2 separate regions of the Anser cygnoides genome follow, and region 2 is linked to region 1. Evidence: chromatin contacts called from public Hi-C data. All regions are on one chromosome and are shown on one strand. Each heading gives the region's core, a stretch centred on a gene start, on an enhancer-like site or on the middle of the called end of the contact. The rest is flanking DNA. Distances are from core to core; before and after follow the strand shown. Region 1 overlaps PPM1E (protein phosphatase, Mg2+/Mn2+ dependent 1E). Region 2 has its middle 10 kb from the start of DHX40.

The links. Hi-C and Micro-C count contacts between places; a contact is called where the count stands out from the background.
Region 2: a Hi-C map of liver shows a contact between it and region 1, with 8 times the contacts expected there. The contact joins two enhancer-like sites. A contact is called at or near these places in 2 of 7 Hi-C or Micro-C datasets (both in liver).

Annotation. Positions count from the first base shown.
Region 1 is chr18:9,592,727-9,596,307 of Taihu_goose_T2T_genome, reverse strand. All of the region lies in intron 1 of PPM1E (protein phosphatase, Mg2+/Mn2+ dependent 1E), which reads right to left. Among named protein-coding and RNA genes, the nearest start is that of PPM1E, 6.4 kb to the right of the region's middle. Within about 2 kb of position 1,512, at least 1 of the 3 cell types and tissues checked has open chromatin away from gene starts, as enhancers often do. A contact at or near this core is called in liver, where this site is marked.
Region 2 is chr18:9,771,303-9,774,677 of Taihu_goose_T2T_genome, reverse strand. No RefSeq gene overlaps it. Among named protein-coding and RNA genes, the nearest start is that of DHX40, 10 kb to the left of the region's middle. Within about 2 kb of position 1,962, at least 2 of the 3 cell types and tissues checked have open chromatin away from gene starts, as enhancers often do. A contact at or near this core is called in liver, where this site is marked.

The DNA of each region.
Region 1 (3,581 bases), core at 263-2,762:
AGCAGTGGCTAATTGAGCAGAAGTTTGTTGTATGTGAAGTTGGTACATGTGGAAAAAGAAATTTTTGTTACGGAATACGTTCCCTGTCCAGAAACAGAAAAAGCAAAGCATAACTACTTGCTAAATTCTCAACTATACAGGGTATGGGGCTGGGCCCTCTATAATTTCAAGTTAGGATTGAAAGTAAATGAATTATTCTAAAAGCTAATTAATATAATGCACGGAGTGGATTTTTTCATAACACTAATAGGAAATAACTTACCACACTCATTTCAGATTTTTGAACCTCCGTAAGAAGGTCATAGCCTGAGGTGAAAGGAACAGCCCTAGAAACAGTTCCAAGAAGTTAAAATGCCAAGTCCTATTTTTATACACTGCTTCTATTTTTAGTTACAACAGGATGGAAGTACAGAGCATATAAAAAAAATATATTCTCAAATGAGAGAAAGTACTCAAATTCTTTATTGTAAGCGAAGAACAAAAGAAACTAAACCCAAAAAAAAAAGCTTAACAGACCTTACAGGATCATAAAAGATCAGCAAAAATAACTTAAAAATCATATCCTCTGAGAAAATGAACTTCAAGAAGCTACCCACAGTTTTACCCAATTAATCCAATATTCCTTTTATTGTAATTTCAGCTACAAGAAAGTGCAAATATTTCACAATTCAGACTTGCCTGCATCCAAGTACATTTCTGCCATGATCAAAGTTTAGCAGTCAACTTTTCCATCCTGCTCTACCACAATGAACATAAAACTTCTCAACTGATTGCGTGCAGGATCCAGACCTGGTGAGCAGTACTAGAGCTTAAAATGCTGGTTCAGTTACTCAATCATTAGTTGCCTTTAGCTGTTTTCCATCCAATATAAACATAAACTGAAGTAATCCTGCAATCTAGTTAACTCGTTTAACTTCTGTATTAATTACTGAAGTACCCAAGGGCATCTATTTCCCTTGCAGTTCTAATTTACGAGACTCATGATTACTTCTTTATAAAATGCTTTATTAGACGTGGGTGATGTTGTTTCTCCCTAATGAAGTACAAAGGCACAGCAGAAATGTTTCTGTAAAACAAGCCTACAATCTGCATTCATTTCATCTAATCGCTAAATATATTATAACAACAAAAATCTCAAATATTTGGTTGGCAGTTGATTTCAGCTAACTCAGAGACGAGGAACTACCTGCCGATGCGCAGCAGTGACCACTTACAGTCTCACGGCATGTCACAGGTTACTGACATGTCACGGACACGCGTTGTTCAGGACACATTTATTTTTATAACCATTTGCGTTACGTAATCATGGTTGCATTGCGTTGCATAAGACAGTCTTGCAGCATGGTTCAAAGAACATCTAATGTTTTAAAGCGTTAATTCCATTTCATCTCGTTTCTCACATATCCTTCCTGGTTGGTGAGAATACTTATGAGGAAAAAACAAAAACTGGTACAGAAAAACAACACCAAGAAAGAATACGATGCAGAACAGCCTGGGATTATTTCAGAGTGACATCAAATATAGGAACAAAAAGAATTCTCATTATGTGTACTACATGCCCTGTTGCTTTTGCTCTTAATGTGATCATGTAAGCAATTTAGCAAGACAACAAAAAAATGAATGAGAACATATTCCAGTGACAGAGCAGTCAAGATGTTGAAACTTCTATTCACATAGGGTAAAGCCAGCTAAAATTTCAACATCAAGAAAAATATTTTTTAAAATGTTTTGTGGAAAGAGCCACAGCCGAGTAGACCATCGTTTCTTCAAAGGATAGGTGGAGAAATACTCTGTCATTGCTAAAGGTAATTACAGGGAGGAATTTTAAGGGCAAAACTATTCTGTGCAGGGTGCTTTGTGCAGAATCGCTGAAAAAACGCTAGAAAGGAACAAAGCCTAACATGCTCGTCACATCCAAAAGTTAGGCAGAAGTCATTTCACAAGATGGCCAAAAGATTTTAGTTAGTCAAGGGTTTTTGAGTACCTTATAAATGAAAAATGACATATTACAAACAGAATTTATTATCCACGTTCCTTCTTGATAAGCCAGACTAGTTTCAACTGCGGTTACATAAGGACCAAGAAAAGAACTTGTTAACACAGGTCTAATTACTCAGTCAATACCCGTGCAGAAGTGAACAGCTTCACTAGGAGCAGTAGGATCTAAGCAAATTGCTTTGGGGTCAGAAAAATCTTGGTGTGAATAGGCTCCTAGCAAAATTATCTCCCCTTAGTTTGTTGTACTACTAGAAACTTTCATTGAAATAAAAGCACTGGAATGAATATAGTCCTGTAATCTGCTCACTAAGAATGAGGTTTTTCAATGGTTATATAAAGCAACTTCCAAGCATAATCACCATTGCACTTGTAAAACTCAGCATCCTTTAATCATAAATTAGTAAGAAGTTTTGAAATGTCACCATATATGTTAACCATTACAAAATGTAAATCTGCAATTTAAATAGCTCGTTTTAGCTTGTACACTTTTTTTAGAAGGAACATCAAAATATCTGATTTGATTCAGTATTTCCAAACGCGTGGGAGCATGAACTGAAGATGCCTGGAAAGCAACTTAAAGAATCTCTTGCTGGGTAAACCATTAGTTGGGTTTTGAAAGTGATTATCGTTAAATATCACCTATTTGTAGATTACCATGATTTCCAGTCTAAGGTGCATGAAATATACCCACTGCTGAAAGCTAGGACATCACTATCACCCAGTACATGGATTAAATGTCATAGGAGCGTCTTTTAGAGGGCCCTAAAACATTAGGGACAACACTAGTTTCTCTTAACTTTCCACGTACATTTCTACTAGATTATGTAGAATCTCTCACAAAGAAGCACGGGGAGTTCTAGGACCAACATCCTCGGGTCTGGGGATATTGGACCGGCTGGGCACCCCCACAGACCCTCATGGCAGAGCTGGGCGCTTGCTGCTACCACCCCACAACCCCATACTGGGTGCCTGGTTCAACAGCTGCGCTCAAGAGGAGATTCCTGATCTCAGCAGGGCTGCAGCAGATGCCACCAGCCCAAGGCCACCGCGCGGTCCTGTTGCCACCCAGGAGCAAGCTCAGGCGGGGAAGCAGACTGCCGGCACAGCCACGGGTGGGAAATTCAAGGGTCCTGCTTAGCCAAACCTCCTCGCCAGGCACCATAAAATTCCCCAAAAGAAGTGCAACCAAAGTCTGCTTCAGTTGTTTATTGTGAACATGGGCCAACATCACCATCTTTATTTCCAGTGTAACTCTGCGCAAAAGAAGATTAAACAAGTACCATCTTAAAAAGGATGGTGTTTCCTTTTTGTTGGCCTCTGTGATAAACACTAGAGACTGCAAGTAGTGTGATTATATTTCCTATAATGGCTTTTACATTGCAATCAATAGAACAGGTGATAAGAGGCAAATTATAAAAGAGTAAAACATCACAGCCTATTTAATGTGAAGTTAAAAAAAAAGCAATCTAGCATAACATATGAATTTCAGTTTACAGATACTAACAACAATGCCAGCTTTCATACAACATTGGTTAAGAAATCAAGTTAAAAACACGTATGTCTGCTTTATAAAGGGAGAAGAT
Region 2 (3,375 bases), core at 713-3,212, 180 kb before region 1:
GCACCGGCGATGAGCAGAAATATGGCAAATACGATCTGTGCCAAGACTGGAGGAGGAAAGGCTGGAGAGAGACATGGAAACAGTCTTCAAAGATGTAATAAAATGAAAAAAAGAAAAAAGAAAAGATGCAAAAAATAAAACCAAACCCGAGTGGCTGGCCAGGACCAGGAGCGGCAGCTGCAGCTCGCAATATTTTCTGAGCCCTGGGGAGCCACCATGTGCCCCCCCCCGCAGCAGGCAGCTCCCAGCCCCATCCCAATTAACCGTCTCCTAATGACTTTCAGAAGCGTGAGGATTTCCTTAATTATACCACGCGTTAGACTGTAATCAAGAAATCAATCCTCGCCGCCGCCCGAAGCGGGGCCGCTCACGTGCAGCCCGCGGCACGCGGGGAGAGGCGAGGTGGCGGACCCAGGCCAGGAGAGATTCGGCCCGTGCTTGGCAGCAGGGCAGCTGCAGCAGCCACCAAAGAGACCCCGGGCTCACAGGTGTGCAGCAGCAAATGCACACGAATGATCTGCGGTGCAAAAAGGGAGCGGGGTGCAAAATAGGGGCGAGGAATGAGCATGTTCGGTGCTTTTATGGATGCAAACCCTGTCCCCCGAGATGGAGGCAGCATCGCCTGCTCATGTGAACGTCCTAAAGAGAAATAGAAAACGCTGGGCTGCTGCGATCGGCTCTAGGATCAGGCAGCATGCACGGTGTCTGTCATCTGACAGAAATAGTGTCTAATTAAATATTAACCTCTGCGTTCAACAACGACACCTGCACGGGTTGATCTTAAAGGACGCCAAGCCCCGTGGCCACACACGAAGCCCGGGCTGGGTGCCTGCGGGGCACAGTCCTGTGCCCTGGGCGGGCCGCTGGGGGTGTAGCAATTAAAAAGGTAAGGAGATCAAACGTTTTCAGTCCTTTGATCTCCAAGTGTGAAATTTGTGGGTTGCTTCCCATGTAGGCCGCGTCTCCATGCAGAGCAAGGGAGTGGGAGAGGAGAAGTTGCCCTTCGCTGCTCACAGGAAGGGTTTTTCTCTCTAAAACGCTAATACGGGAAGCAAAGACGTGATGCAGCAGAAAGATTCAAGGATTCAAGCTAACGAAGTGGGGCAGTGGGAGGGAGGGAGACGGGGCCGACTGCTGAGCTCGCCGGTGCCCACGCAGTGATGAGGACGTGGGGCGGGAGCTCAAGTACCTGCAGCACTTGCGAGATGCTAAAAATAAAAAGCGGCTGCTAAAAATAACGAACGATCAGGAAAAAAACGCTAAACCCCAGAGATCTCCCTGAACTCTGAGGATTAATTTTAATTTCCCTCTAATCCAGGCAAAAATAGCGACGTCGGGGGGCACAGCTCAGCCTGAGGAGGGCTCGCGCTGCCCTGCACGTCCCCAGCGCGGGGCTCCGGGCGCATCCAGACCTGCGCTGCTTCTGCCCGCAGGCCAGAGCCAGGCTGCTACGATACCATACAGCCCCAGCCTGGGCAGGGCTGGGTGCTCTGAGCTCATTTCATGACACAAGCTCAGGCTGGGCGAGGGGAAGTGGCCAGGTGCCTCAGGTTATGGGCCGGGCTTTTTAAAAATGAGATTTAGTGGCACCTTTTGCATTTATTGGGAAGAAAATGACTGGTCGGAGCTAGTTTTCCAAAGAGACATAAAAACTACTAATTCCTAAAACCATATTTAACTCACCGGACATCTCCCTCGCTGCGGGGAGCACTGCTGACTGCCAGTGGAGCTGAATTTGCTTTTGGTGTTCCCTGAACCACCGCACAGAAAGCTGCTGCGCTTCCTGGCACAGGGAACTCTGATTTGGTGCAGGGCATAAATACCGGGGGATACGGCAGCCTGCCCGGCCGGTGCCCGAATCGCTCCCCACGTGTATGGCCCAGGGAGGTGGCTGAGCATCAATAAGTAGAAGCATCACTCCCACCTCACCTTCTGCCTTCAGATGTATGCAAATGTATGCAAACAAGGGGTTGCATGCAGAGCTAGCCCAGGACTTTGCTTGGTGTGGGTGGACACGGGGGGCAGGAGGTGCTCGGGGCTGTTTGCACAGCCAGGGCTCTGCAGTATTTTAAACACTGAGAGCCCCTGATTAGATACAAGGGCTCATGGTCCGAGGTGTGATTTATGTGCGACAGCGCATAAACACCTGGAGCAAGGGCTTTAGAAAGCTGCAGGGCACAGCTGCTCCTCGCACAGCCTGCTCGCTTCCCCCCTTTTTAGTTTAGAGAAAAATAAAAAAATCCAATCTAAGCAATTCCTTACACTCCTGCTTTAAATGTGCTTTCAATTCGAGAGTGACCAGAGAGGTAAGTAAATATTTTTCTGGAAAGGAAATTACATTGTGTTTACACTGAATGCTGTTTGCCGAAGCACTGCCCGGAGTCGAGCTCCAGCCTGCTTAATATTTACCCAGCTGGAGCAGCGGCACAGCAGCATTTGGCAGTGCCAGGCGTGCTACAGCTGAAGCATTCAGCATTTATACCTGTAGGAAGCACTGTGGTTTTGCAAGCTGCAATGCACAAGACCCGGCATCTGTTTGCAGGGTCGTGTGCTTGGGAAGCTGTGAGCCTCGGACAAGGGGCTGCTGTTGTGCCGCGTTTCTGCAGCAATTCAAGGGCAAGATGGATAAGAGCAAAGGTTTAAACCGGGAGGGCCCAGCCCTACAGGCCAGCACCGGTCTGCAGGGCTGCCCACGCAGGTCATAAACCCCACGGGGGCTCGCTTCCCTAATTGCAACTGATTTACAGGACCCTGAAAGCAGTGGCCAAAGTCTAAATATTTTGCTTGGATATGGACAGGGCAAACACACTCACTGCCACGTCGCCAATTCGGGCGACCCCTCGCTGAAGGGCCAGCGATGCCCGCGCTCGCCAGCCTGGAAGGAGCACAAAGCTCTGCCCTCCTCCCAGCAAGGGTCAGCGTTCAGCTCCATGCACTTTGTGCAACAAAAGCCCCTACAGCACCCTGGGAATCGCAGAGCTGTGCTGTGCCTTGTGTTTATCATTGACCAGAGCAGTGTTTTTGCCTGTTTTGGCAATTTCAGCTGTAACCCAGAACACGTCAAACTCCACAGTTTAAACAGTCGCTCCTTGCTTAAGCAGCCAACTCCTTTTTGTTCCTTTTTGATCACCCCAATGGGGAATTTAATAATGCATGAACAAAAAGGAAAAGCAGGAGATGGAGGATGTAAAAGTGCCGGACACCAGTGGGCTCCTCACCCTGGGCCAGTTCCTGCCCGCAGGACGAAGCCGCTCACGCTGCTTCGAACGGGTGCAGCGGGAGCAGCCGGGGACGGAGCCGAGCTCGAGGCACAGCGAGGTCCTGGCCCCATCTGCGTGGCCAGGGGACGCTGCCCCAGTGCCCCGGTGCTGAGCC